2 separate regions of the Danio rerio genome follow, and region 2 is linked to region 1. The links are chromatin contacts, called in public Micro-C maps. All regions are on one chromosome and are shown on one strand. Each heading gives the region's core, a stretch centred on a gene start, on an enhancer-like site or on the middle of the called end of the contact. The rest is flanking DNA. Distances are from core to core; before and after follow the strand shown. Region 1 holds the start of ptger1a (prostaglandin E receptor 1a (subtype EP1)). Region 2 holds the start of ube2g2 (ubiquitin-conjugating enzyme E2G 2 (UBC7 homolog, yeast)).

What was found. Hi-C and Micro-C count contacts between places; a contact is called where the count stands out from the background.
Region 2: a Micro-C map of caudal fin shows a contact between it and region 1, with 5 times the contacts expected there. The contact joins the promoter of ube2g2 here to the promoter of ptger1a in region 1. A contact is called at or near these places in 2 of 18 Hi-C or Micro-C datasets (caudal fin and hematopoietic stem cells).

The regions. Positions count from the first base shown.
Region 1 is chr6:9,330,464-9,337,638 of GRCz12tu, forward strand. It overlaps ptger1a (prostaglandin E receptor 1a (subtype EP1)), which reads right to left and starts at 4,704. Exons shown (of 2, transcript NM_001166330.1): 1 at 3,802-4,704; 2 at 765-1,184. The coding sequence starts at 4,653. The coding sequence ends at 915. LOC137487446 (a long non-coding RNA gene) reads left to right here and starts at 6,805. Exons shown (of 7, transcript XR_011009981.2): 1 at 6,805-7,175.
Region 2 is chr6:9,531,224-9,538,398 of GRCz12tu, forward strand. ube2g2 (ubiquitin-conjugating enzyme E2G 2 (UBC7 homolog, yeast)) reads left to right here and starts at 4,100. Exons shown (of 6, transcript NM_001017767.1): 1 at 4,100-4,200; 2 at 4,508-4,543; 3 at 4,658-4,703. The coding sequence starts at 4,158. cep20 (centrosomal protein 20) reads right to left here and starts at 3,350. Exons shown (of 5, transcript NM_001326495.1): 1 at 3,290-3,350; 2 at 2,887-3,084; 3 at 225-309. The coding sequence starts at 3,317.

The sequences.
Region 1 (7,175 bases), core at 3,454-5,953:
TTAATGGTAACTGAACATTTCCTTACCCTAACCACTGTTTGCAGTATTTTTTCTTTTTACTTTATAATATTTCTATAATTTGATACATTTTGTTAAACGACAGCAATAAAATATAGTTTATTTGTAATTGTTGGTGATTTTTTTTATGATTTATCAGTCACTACTTGTGTATTGTAACAAATAAATCCAAATTAATTATAATTCCTAAAATTGTATTTTAGTTCCTAAAAATTTGGGTCGCGGCTTGATGACCGTGTAAAAATGTGGTCCCATGGCCAAACCAGTTGAGAACCGCTGGCTTAAACGGGCTAATAATTTTGATAATTTTAAATAAAAAAAAAAACTGCTTTTATTCTAACCCAATTTAAACAATAAGACTTTGTCCAGAAGATAAAATATTATCAGCCATATTGTGTAAATTCCCTTGCACTGTTAAACATAGTTTGGGAAATCTTTTAAAAAGAAACAAAAAAAATTTAAAAGGGGGCTAATAAAACCCACATTTGCTGTGGGTCACGCCGATCACTCGACACAGAAGTATAAATCAGCCTTCGGGTAACAGCAGTAGATTTATGCAGAACAGCAGGTGTAAATGGCATCCGCGAGAGAAATTTGAGACCTGAAAAAGTGTACACAGCGGCCTCTGGTGGATTTGCAAAAACAAAAACGGAAGAAAAAAAACTAACCTCCTGGGACATTTTTGGCGCTTTCCAGAAATGTATACAAGGGTACATCTCAATATTGAGCCTGGGTTGAAAAATTACAGCATAATTGCTAAGTAAACTAACTTTCACTTACAGTAGGACTAAATTAACTATTTTCATTTTGGGTTTGGACCAAATAGTCCAAGAGAACCAAACTACAAGTGTGAACACACACTTAGCAGGGTAGTCTTTTTTTTAAGACTCTTACTCTCAGACTCTACTGACAGGATTCTTCTCTGAGCTCGGAAAAGAGTGGATCTCCCAGCAGCGGAGAGTGCTTTCCTTCAAGTCTGTTTGACGTTTGGTGATGAAGTAAATCTTTTGGAGGACAGAACGACGGAGAAGGATGTAAACCCATGGGTCCAGGATCTGGTTCCAGGAAGCTATTCGCACACCCATTATCATCAGGGTCTTGTAGGTGGCAAGATCGTCTCCTATGGAGTGCTCGTATGACTGCTTGACTGTAATTAGGCCAACAATCTAGATTTGAGACAAAAACAAAACATTATTAAGACTGCAGCACAAAATATTCAGGTCCAGTAAATCTATATTTCAGTCCATTACAATATATATTTATACTCTGTGTCATTTGTAGTATAAACTAGCGACTAAATGTAAACTAAATTTAAGTCAGTACATTTTACTTAGTAGTGAGACTAAGTCAGAATATTGCTGACTTTACATTTATTCATAACTTTTTTTTCAGCTTAGTCCCTTATTTATCAGGGGTCACCACAGCGGAATGAATCACCTACTATTCCAGCATATGTTTTACGCAGTGGATGACCTTACAGCTGCAACCCAGCACTGGGAAACACACATACACGTTCGCATTTACACACTCATACACTACGACCAGTTTAGTTTATCCAATTCATCTATAGCGCATGTCTTTGGACTGTGGGGGAAACCGGAGCACCTGGAGGAAACTCACGCGAACATGGGGAGAACATGCAAACTCCACATAGACATGCTAAGCAGGGATTCGAACCAGCAACCTTTTTGCTGTTAGGTGGAGAAAAAGATATATCTCACCAAGTAATTTTGTGTTCAAAAGACATCTAATAAATGTCCAAACATAGACATATTGGCTAAAACAAGGCCATATTTAGGCTGTCAGTGAAAATTTATTTGAAAAAAAAATAGACTAGTCATTAAATAGGCAGAGCTTGCATGTGTAGTCCTTCATTCCTGTTTATTTGATGACTTATTTGTCGCTGGTTTGAGTACTGGCTGGGCCAGTTGGCATTTGTATGTGGAGTTTGCATGTTCTCCCCATGTTGGAGTGGGTTTTCTCTGGGTGCTCTGGTTTTCCTCCATAGTCCAAAGACATGCGCTATAGGTGAACTGGGTAAACAAAATTGGCCGTAGTGTGTGAGTGTGTGTGTATGGGTGTTTCCCAGTATTGGGTTGTGGTCCTTTTATGTGGTTCACCACGTAAAAACATTTGCTAGAATAGTTGGCAGTTCATTCTGCTGTGGCGACCCCTGATAAATAAGGGATTAAGCTGAAGGAAAATTAATGAATAAGTTCAATAGTAAAGCTGCAATGATTTTTCTTTTTATGTTGACCCCAAAATATATTTTGAAGAATGTTAGAAACCCCTGACTTCCATAGTAGGAAGAACAAATATAATGAAAGTCAATGGTTACATGTTTCCAACATTTTTTACAATACATTTTTTTGTGTTCAAATGTTCAGAAGAAAGAAACTTAAACTCAAATTTGTGACAAGTGAATAAGTAAATTATGAGAGAATTTTCAATTCTGGGTAAACTATCCCTTTAAGAGACATATAGTTGAAGGCAAAATTATTAACAAAATTATTATTTATTATTTTTCAACTGTTTACCAAGTGATGTTTAACAGAGCATGAACGTTTTCACAGTTTTTCAGATGATTTGTTTTTCTTCTGGCTGGAATAAAAGATTTTAAAAATGCTATTAATATTAGGCGTCACGGTGGTGCAGTGGTTAGCACGATCGCCTCACAGCAAAAAGGTCGCTGGTTCAAGCCCTGGCTGAGTCAGTTGACATTCCTGTGACGCAGTAAAGTGATGCGATTTCGCAGGTCAGAGTTCATCAAACTTGAACTTTGCACCGCAGCAACCTGTGAAACTTGACGCATGACCCTGCATTTCCCATCTGACGCATTCGCGTGCGTATGAATGGAAGCCTATGGGAGAAAAAGCCCAGTGTGACTGCAGCTTAAGAGTGTATGGGTGTTTTCCAGTGATGGGTTGCAGCTGGAAGGGCATCCGCTGCGTAAAAACGTATGCTGGATAAGTTGGTGGTTCATTTCGCTGTGGCAACCCCCTAATGAAATAAGGCACTAAGCCGAAAAGAAAATTAAATGAATTATTAATATTATTCCTGATGGGTAGGGGCAGACAGAATCTGTGGACATTTTCTGTGCAGAATATTGTAAAAAATCTACGGATTTTTGTGTGTATCATAACTAAAAACGTAATACGTTGAATAAAAAAATAACAACACATTTTTAACTTTTATTTAATGTTTATTAAATGCAAATCCTAATAGATCCATTTATTTGCTAAACAAAGCAAGTCTCAGAATATATCGACCATATGTCTTCTACTAAAAGACAGAAATGATTACTTTACAAATTGTATTGTCAGTAAATCATATGAACATTTTCATATTAGTCAGTAATATTGCTGAAATTAATAAAAAAACTGAATAAATATAAATGTACACACATTTACACACAACTAAATAAATAGACTCAATGATGGGCTGAAAATCTGACCTACAAAACTACTATAACTTGCCTAATCAACCTAGTTACGCCTTTAAACTGCACTTTAAGATGAATACAAGTATCTTGCAAAATGACGTAAGCTATTATTAAAACTAATATGGTTCAAAATGTGCAGAAAAAATCTTTTAAACAACACTTGAGTATTGTTTTTAAAATATTACAAATTTAACAGGAGGGCTAATCAATTTGATTTTAACTCACTCTCAGGACCAAATACACCCCTTCACATAATCTCAACTTTTCATTTCTTACTATTATCAATTAATTTATTGAGTGTGAATATCTTCAAAAGTTGACTTGCAATCGCTCATACTCACCAAAAGAGGGCTCCAGCAGATACAAGATGTGACCATGATGCCCACGAGCTGCACCACCATCTCAATATCATGAGATCTGGCTGACCGTCGGTTACATGGTTTCTTTCGTATCCTTCCTAGCACCAAAGTTAGTCCACTTATAGTGTTACAAACCAAAGCAACAGCAAGGGAGGTCAACCCAAGTCCTGAAAACAACATGACAAATGCCATATCTGCCTTCTCAGCGTCCTCCAGCACTTTAATAAAACACCAGGTTCCAGGGTATTGGTAGGTATATGAACCCAGCTGAAAACAGGGCAAAAGGGCAACACAAAGAGCTGCCAGCCAGATGACAGAAAGCGAGAGTTTAGTCCTTGTAGTTGTAACAAGCGAAGCATGAAGAAGTGGTTTTGTTACTCCCAGACATCTCTCAGCTGCCATGGCACAGCCAAGAAAGAGCGGACACAGTCCGAAAAACACCATACTGCCTCCTAAGAACTGGCATAATGGGTCAGCCCTGTTGTATTCCTCAGCTGGGACACCTCCAGAAAGATACAGCCTCATGACTATTGCACCAGGTATGACGTGTCCCACAAAGTCTGTGGCCACCAGAGAGCCAGCAAACAGGAGAAAGGCCTTGGATCGCCTGCGCAGGCGAGCATACGCATTCGCCAGGATGAGAAGAGCCACGATGTTAGACAGGATCCCCAGGGTCATGGAGAGCATGGCAGCTATGGGGCCGCTCAGGATGGGTCTGCTCGAGGTGACATTTGAGGGGTCGGCGAGTGATAGAGAGCCGGCCTGTCCTTCCCATTGACTGCGGTTGGAAAATGGGTTGAGCGGCACAGCGCCTGATGAATTGGCGTGATGCATGGCTACCTGAGAGGGGTGTTTATATGCTGCAGGGCTCCCATCTTCAAGTACAGCTGTGGATAGAAAAGTGAAATAAATACAGTTGAAGAATTATGAACCCTCTTATATCCCGATATCTGTTTATCGAATAGAAGAACACATTTCTAAACATAAAAGTTTTAATAATTCAATTTTTAGTAGCTGATTTCTTTTATCTTTGCCATGATGATAGTAAATAATATTTTACTAGATGTTTTTCAAGACACTAGTATTCAGCTTAAAGTGGCTTAAAAGCTTACCTAAGTTAATTAGGCAAGCTAATGTAATTAGGCAAGTCATTGTATAACCGTGGTTTGTTCTGTAGAAAATAAAAATAAAATATTGCTAAAGGGGGATAATAACATTGACCTTAAAATTGTTTTTAAAAAATAAAAACTGCTTTTATTCTAGCTGAAATAAGAAATATTATAGGAAATACTGTGAAAGATTCCTTGCTCTGTTAAACATAAATTTAACTGTATACATGTGAGAGCAGGTCATTTCTAAGAGTTCAAAGCTTGTGTGGCTTTCAGTTGATGTAGATTAAAGAGATTCACCTAAAACTGACATTTCTGTCATAATTCACACACCCTTTATCTTTTCCAAGCACATTAGATTTTTTTTTGTGCTGAAGATATTTTGAAGAAAGTTGGAAACCTGTAACTAGCTGTGCGATTAATCGAAATCGAATCACAATTTAAATCGTAGCGATTAGCAAGAGGCTGCAATATGAAATATATCTGTAATATTTAATTTCCCCCGCCAATTGCAAATGTGTGACTGCCGTCTATGTGTGATAGTCTAACTGGCCAATTGAGTGAGCACAAATGAGTGATGAGTGTCTTGCTAAACAGTCAACTGAGTATTGCCAGTGACACTCAATCTAGTAGCAAGCAACAGAAAAGTACATTTTCAGAGTTGTTTCAGCCCTGTTAGTTTGCTGAGTGTTTTTTTTTTTTTTTTTTTTGTTTTTATAATAAGCTACACTAATACTTAACTTGAGTTCAACTTGTTTACAGAAAGGTACGGTCATTTTGTTTGTGTTTACTGTTTGCTCTAGAGAAAAAAAAATGAGTGTTTAATTTCTGAAAATGTAAAAATAAATTTGAATAAATGTTTAAGAAATGTAATATATTTTCTGTTTCTTTTTCGACTAACACTCATTTTTTATTTAAGAACCATAAATGACAGTTATATCTGTTTGTCAAATATTTCATATTGTTATCTATCTATCTATTTATCTATCTATCTATCTATCTATCTATCTATCTATCTATCTATCTATCTATCTATCTATCTATCTATCTATCTATCTATCTATTTATCTATCTATCTATCTACACTGTAAACGATTTCTGTTGTTTTCACAGTATTATACTGCATTTCTCAACAGTTTTTTACTGTATAAGCTGTGCACAGTGTGTTACTGTATATATTGCTGTTTTCACAGTATAATAATGTATTTTCAACTTTTCTATACTGTAAACATGGTTAACAGTATGTTACTGTAGATTTTATAATGAATTTTGGGGAAAAATCCGTTACTGTGCATCTAAATACAGTACTGCAAATGACCAAGAACAACTCCACACACACTATATATTATGATTATTATGTTTATTTATTTTTAGACAAATTATTTTGTGAAGTAAATAACCTAACCAGTTTCTTCAGACTGTTCAATGCATTAAACTGTCCCCTGGTTTTCCATTTTTGGGTGCACTTTATAAGGCAACATGGAAATATTAAATAATATTTAATAAACATAACTTTGTGCTGAACCAAAACGTAAATTGGAACAAAGATAAATTGATTCACGTAACCAAAGACTGTTAAACACACAAAATGATTTCAAAGTCAGCTTAAATGTCAGAGTGACCAACCTGCTTTAGACGGATTCAAGAATATTGGGCGCCCATATTGGCCACCGTATAGGTCACATATCTCCGCATTTTCAAAACAACATTTTAAAATACGCACTATCTTAATAAATAAACCACAGAATTGAGTTTAAAACAACTACATTCTCGCATGAAAAACGGTTAAAACTTTATTTCATAACACATTTATTATCTAGTCATCGAAGACAGGGCATGTCTCAATAATGTCTAGGCCGATTAAAGCATGAGGTTTGCCGGATACATGAGTGATGGAGCGCCGTCAACCCCTGGAGGTCAGAATCTCCCCTATCGGCAAAGCACACTTAAAATTAGACATGATATCTAAAAACAAACCACAGATTTGAGTTTGGAAGAACTACATTCTCGCATGAAAAACTGTTAAAACTTCATTTCGTGACATATTAAACGCAATATTTATGATATGATCTGGCTTTTCTCATCCGCCATTATATTTGCTTGTTGGTGTGAAATGAACCCTGGGAGAAAAAAATATTAATTCTCAAAACACTTCAAGCGAACCTTATTCTTATTGTTAAAGTCAGATATATGTAATATTTTCGCTGGTAAAGTGAGAAGAAAAAAACAATATTACTATTTTATCAA
Region 2 (7,175 bases), core at 2,850-5,349, 200 kb after region 1:
TGTGGCATGTAAAGTATATGTATAATCACAGTGGCCTGCAGGATACTCCGGCCGCGTGATACCCTGGTCTTCACTTCTTCGCTTTAACTCTTGCGGGTGGGCCCACGCAATTTGTGCTACGCGACTGTATGTGCATTTGTTTGGTCCACTGACTGTGCAGCACTCTGCAGTTGCTATTTTTAAGTGCCCCATGATGAGTAAGGCTGGTCACAAATCATACTCACACTGATCTGGCACTTGAATCTTCTGCCACGTTGAGCTCTTTGGCCAAAAAATCACGGTCCAGAGGAACTTCAGGCTGACCTGATTCTGAGAAACATCATTTTAAAGAGATCAACCTTAACAACCCAACATATTTCATGTGATATACAGTTGAAGATTATTAGCCCTGCTGTGAAACTTTCATTATTTCTCAAACACTTCCTAAATCTTGTTTAGCAGAGCAAGTCAATCTTTCATAGTATTTAAGTGTTATTTTTTTAATACAGTATATGTATATTGTATTTTTAATACATTATTTGCTTATTGATTTTATTATTTATGGATCAATCTTTGCACTGCAAACTGAATGTACACATAATTTATGACTGAATTTTGCTTTTTCACTTTTGGCTAATGGGGTTTATGCACAGTTTGTGTTTTTCAGCCAATGACAAACTTCCGGTGAAAGCTTTAATGTGAGTATTTTCACTGTCATAAGGTTTCTTTTACAGCATCTATGCTGTAATTGAATTACAATACAATCAGTTAAATATACTTAAGCATTCTTTTAGTTGTTCAAGGGTAAAACGAGATGAAAGACCATGTAACAGCGCCGTCAGGATCAGCAGGTGAGCACAGAAACTCCACTGATAAATACTGGGGAAAAATAAACTGTCATATTAAAGACATGGTCTGGGAAAATGGACTCTGCAGTTCTCATTACATGCCAGGTAAATTTACGCTATATATGCTGAATCCTACATGTTACTCATTTTTGATTGCAGCAATGATTTCAGCGTCACAAGTGCAGTTCGCTGTCAGAATGCAGTTTTCCTTGTTGATGATTACCCAGGCCTTGGTAATACCCAGGTCTTTTTTTCCTTGTCTTTGGCTAGGCAGAACCTCGGTATCTATCGCAAAGGGACCGAGAAGGGTCTGGATGCAGACCTGGTGCAGTGCAATCTGGGTTGCATCCAATGCTTTTTAATGGGCTCACCTAACCCCATCCCTAACAGCGACATCACTCGCTCCATTTGAGTGCATTGTGTCTGACATTGCATAGCTGAGTGATGCAATCTCAGCTTGCATCATAAAGGCTGCATCCAGATACTATTGAATGGACCTGTCAGACGAACTCCGCTCACTTTAACGTTAATTTTGCTGAATCACTGTGCTTGTCACTGGGGCACAAGATGTTATAATACGCTGAAAGCATTATGTAAATAATATATATAATATGTAATCAATATAACTAATTTCTAAGACAACAACAAACTCTGTACCGCATTGGATGTCATTCCCTCGCTGTAAATGATAGTGCTCCTGTTTTTTTTCTGCAACTCCGCTGCGCACGCATTTTTAATGTTTACAAACATGGTAATTTGTCTATACTTACACACAGTTCTGTCCACACAGCTTCAAAATGATCATTTTTCATCATAGGTGCCCTTTAAACGTGACAAAATTATAATTTTAAAAGACAGTTTACCAGAAGCGATGAGGCTGGCTGGCTGAAATTAACAGTCCATGTGGATATACCCCATTATTGTTCAGTGTCCTTTCATTGAAGGGTTTTTGTTTTTGGAAAAAAAATTACCTCAACCTAGAATCTTCTATAGAGTCTTTAATCTGTTTGCTAAATTAATAGCATATATTTTAAACACTCCGAGCCGAGGAAGCAAAGTAGGAATTATTGGTCCCTTTATTAAAGATTTTTAATTCTTCATTTTTGACACTGGTAGTGAAGAAGATTTCTATTCTCTCTGTGTAAAGTATTCTCTAAGTGTAAAGCAGTTAATTTTCTCTTCTCAAAATGGAGAATGTTTGCAGCAAACATGCCAGCGTGTGTTTAAAATACAGTGATGTGTCTGTGTAAGATGAGTATGTCTGCACAGGAGCAAGAGTAGGAGAAAGCTATGCTGAAGAATGATTGTGTAGAGTAACTGAATATGTAAAGCAATGATTATATATGTTAAATACTTGTATGAAGCGATATGTGTCAGAAGCTAGACTGAGTAACATGTTATCAAGTGATTATGCTATCATGACAATGTATGTAAACACTTAGTTTCTTTGCATAAGTTGCATCTATACTTTGCTGACATAGACCTGTAACATCTCTGTTGACATGAGCTAGTGGGCTGAGAGCCAAGAATAGCAGGACCCCTTAGACTAGAAACCTATTCAAAAATGGTCAAGATTTAAAACAAGACACCTAGGGGTGTGGAAAATAACCTGTATCAAGATTTAAAAAAACACAGAGACTTCAGAAGGAGCAGGAAAGACTTTGGAAAGAGAGAACCAGAGATAGGAAGTGTCCAGGAGAGACTTCAGAATGCTCTGGGGTCTGCTCTGCTCTTTCTCGGCTTTATTATGGAGAATAAAGTCTATTTTCTGATATTCAAAACCTCCGGTCTGATCATTTCTAATTGATAAGAAGTCGAATTACGACAGTAGTTGACAAAACTCAATCTGATAATTATTAAGTAGAAGAAATGTGGCGAATATTTAAGCTTCACTTGTCTGTTTCATTGACTGTTTTTAATAAGCAATAAAATCATTGTGAGCTTGTTTGCAATGGCATTAACGCTATTATTCAAAGCAAGGTAGGGCCCCAAAATTATTCCGCTTTGGGCCCCGGAATGTACAGGTCCAGCCCTGCTCAGGACACAGGTGTGTGTTTACCTGCGGTCAGCACTGAAGCGGTGTACCGATACTTGTTGAACTCCAAGTATTCTCGGATCAGCTCGTTGATCAGAAGGTTGTCGTGAGACAGCGGCGGCCGTGGGGTGTTCGGGTCATCCAGCGCGCTGAACACCTCCGCCCGGACTCGAGCCTTCAGCTGCCCCAGGACCCCGCGGGCCTCTAGAGTCTCCCTCAGCGCTAAACATCATCATAGAGACAGACACACTTCAGTCAGCTCGGCTAACATGCAGTACATACACACCGACGACTGTGCCGCTAGGTATTAACGTCAAAGTGCATTTCTAAGAAGCGTGACGATGGTAAACTTTAAATGATAGATTTTCCATGACAGCAAAACGATGAGAAAAATGACATTGATGACATTTTCTGAGTATCAGCTCACCGCTTTTCAACTCAGTGATGGTTGCCATTGAAACCCTCCTGTAGTGACCTGACGCTTCCGCTAGAGGTCAGTGTAGCGCTTCTTATTATGTGTGTGGCAAAGAGTGAGACGGATGCCTAGCCCGTCCACTCTACATACTGAGAGAGCTGGATACCAAACCTTGTCACTTCGGGTAAATGTAAATTAATTTTAGGGGAAAAACAAATAAACTAAATAAATATATTAAAATGAACATTTGTTTTTAAATAAAATAAAACATCTCTCAATTCTTTGCCATATTTATTTATTAATTAATACATTTAAATAAGGCAAATCTTTTTTTCAGCAACTTCACAAGTGTCTGTATATTTCTATTATTATATTAATAGTTTTAAATATTATTTAAAATATTAAAATGTTTGAGAATCCATTGATTTATCTTTTTCAACCCTTATTAAACCACTTTGTATAAAATACAGGGATTGTAATTATTAACAGCAAAAGAAATTATAAAAACAACATACATGAAATTAATGAATGAATGATAACAAACAAACAAGAGCAAATTCATATCAATCATTATTAAGCCAAGTTAGTCAAGAATCTTTAGGGATTGTTTTCTTCTAATTTAAAATTTAATTGATTTTTTTTTTACTTGTTTTTAATTGTCACAAAACTTGATGGTTTTATTTTCATAATGTTTTTTTTTTTTACCGTAAGAACGTTTTTAGGGCCACGTGACTTCACACGGAAGTGAAGATCGAGTGGGAAATCCTTCGCGTGTGAGATTCTTCATTCGCTTTTGTCCCGGAAGAAGAAGATTTTTTCATCGTGTCAGTTGTCGTCATTCTTCGTGTCAAAACAACTTCTTTCCAGACCAGGCTATAAAATGGCTGGAACAGCTTTAAAAAGACTCATGGCGGAATACAAACGTAAGTCACGTAATTCCGTTCAGCGCAGTGATGTTGCCTGTGAGCTGAGGGCTTTTCAGTGTTTTGCTTGCAACAGTTTGGCAGCTGTTGTTTCCCAAAACACTTCGACACTTCCAGAACTTTACCAGCATATTAGGACAGTATGAATTACTTTTACGAGTTAGACCAAAGCATTAACCGAAGTCACCCTGAATACACTAAAAATGTCTGTAAAAACTCGAACATCAGTTCATAACATGTACACTGTACTCAAATTTCATTTTATTTGGCAGGTTTCTGTTCTCTAAATGCATTTGTTTCTTTGCAGAACTAACCCTAAACCCTCCGGAGGGGATTGTGGCAGGTGAGAATTGGGACAGTTAGCGAACTGCTCCATTTACCTCCGAGTATTATATCGTTAAACAAATTAAAATAATAATTCATTAATTTAATGGTCTGACCCATGCCATTCTCACAGGGCCTGTAAATGAGGAGAACTTCTTTGAGTGGGAAGCTCTGATTATGTAAGTATTGCATATAATTGCTTCTCTTTATTTATTTATTCATTTCATTGTTAAAAGCGAAATGAACCGCCAACTTTTCCTGCATATCCTTTTACTCAGCGGATGCCTTTCCAGGTGCAACCCAGCACTGGGAAACACCCATTCACTCTTGCATTCACATTCATACATTACGCCAAATTTATTTCTCCAAACCTGTATTCATTCACAGCCTGCACTGCTCCTATTCACTAGCGATACTTAGTCAATGAGGGCACATTAAGGGATGATAAGTGGTTTTGATTTTGGATAAGACCAATCAGCGTGTCCTCCGGTCAATCAAACTGGTGGTTAGATCAGCGGTTTTGGCCGATAACCCTTTAAGTGAAATGAAGTGCCAAGCAAAATAAGGAACAGTGTCCCCTAGCAACTCCCCGACAGCTGTTCCACAGATAGGGGACGGATCTCTTTTGATGCGGTGCTAATCATGATTACTGATCGATATCCGCCCATAGAAACAGTATTTGACCGACAGCTGGATATGCTGGGTAAACAGAAGGAGATTTGCATGTCAAATGGACCTTTTAGAATGATTCCATGAAGTTCTGCCAATTCTGTCAGCAGCCCTGGATGGATTTCGGTGATTTATGACGTTTATGATATACAGTAGATAGTGTTTTTATTTTAGTTGTAGCATCCATCGATATAAAGAGATCCGCTGTGGTTTCTCTCTTATATCTCTCTGGTTTTAATTCTGCAGTCTTGCATGTCCAACGCATTTTATTTAGTCTGTTTGAAGCATTTTGTCAGTGTTCTGGCAATCTGTGCTACCTCCTCAGAATGTGCTACCGGTAGCTCTATGTCATATTTCAATTAAAAAAACAAGGGTTAGCACATCTTGTGAGCTTCAAATGTCTATTAGAATGAACTGCCTACTTTAAAGAAGGGTGTAAAAACAGAGGTAGCGCATTTTGTCAGTTTCAAATGTCAATCGGAATGAACCACCACTCTAACAAACCATTAAATGTATAACTAATGAAATGCATGGTTCAGGATTGGTAGAGCTACGCATCGATGAATTTGCTCTTCAGTGTTTGAACTCTCAGTAATGGTTTTAAATCACACTGAACTGAGCTAAACTGAACTGAACTGAACTTAAACACTAAAAACTGAACTACACTGTTCCAGTTACTATGACCATTTACTGTATGTGAAGCTGCTTTGACACAATCTACATTGTAAAAGCGCTATACAAATAAAGCTGAATTGAATTGAAAATAAAAAAACTGAAAAATTAAGGCAGTAGTTTACTCTGATAGACATTTGAAGCTGCTACACTTTTTTCTACGTTGTTCAATAGAGTAGTAGTTAATTTCGCTAGATAGTTGAAGCTGACAATATGTGTTACCCCTCGAAAATAACTACTACTTTATTGAACAATGTAGAAAAAGGCATAGCAGCTTCAAATGTCTATCAGAGTTTCTTCAGATAGAGCAGCATTTAGTACTAGGCATGGGCCAGTATAAGATTCTGATGGTATGATAACCTTGATTTAAAATATTGCGATTTCATGGTATCACATCTGGGCAGATAAATTATATTATATTGAATCACAATAAAATTTATGTCAATAACAATGATAAGCTCGGAACTTTTTTACTTTATTTTGATCTAAGTCACACAGCAGACAACCTATATCGAACAATATATCGTTATCGTTCCATATGTAAAATAATTATCGAGACTTGCCATATCGCCCAGCTTTAATATCACAGTAGTGTGATTACTGCTCTAAAATATGTTCTTTTTAAATGTCTGGGTAACAAAGTTTTTCCCCATCGAACTAAATATATTGTATTTTAAGAAACATTTAAAATATTTTGGAACAGTAGGTTTTGATGTGGAGGGTCATTTGCTGCTGGAGATACCGTTGCTCTAAAAATTAAATCAAATTAAAAATAATATAAAACACGTTAAAAACAACAAAAAATAAATAAACAAAGAAAACTTGCATGTATCGTAGGAATGGTAACACAATTTTGGCGCTTATAAAACCTTGACTTTTCCAAACTGTGGTAAACCTTAAAACGATCTGTAAAATAGAGTTCGAAAGCAATTTAGTCCAACGATAATGACATTAAGATAACAATTCTGTGATTATGACAGCTGCTTGCCGAGTTTCTTAATAAACTACTACTCTGGGGTGCGTTTTCCAAACAATGATGTAACTCGCGTGTGAACTACCATACTATGATGCATTATTTGGAAAAAGAACGATGTAGTGATGAGTGTTTCACGAAACTATAGTTGCTTTGTCGCAGATCTGTCGATTAATCCACGCGAGTTATGATTTCATCTGCCACATTTGAGCAATTTTCACAGCCAAAAATTTGGAAATTTGTGTTTGTCCTAAACCAAAAGTTGCAGTTTGAACAAAGAAAAAAAAAAAATTTAAGTCCAAGTTCTATACTGTGTAGACAGGTTTGCATGCTGTTT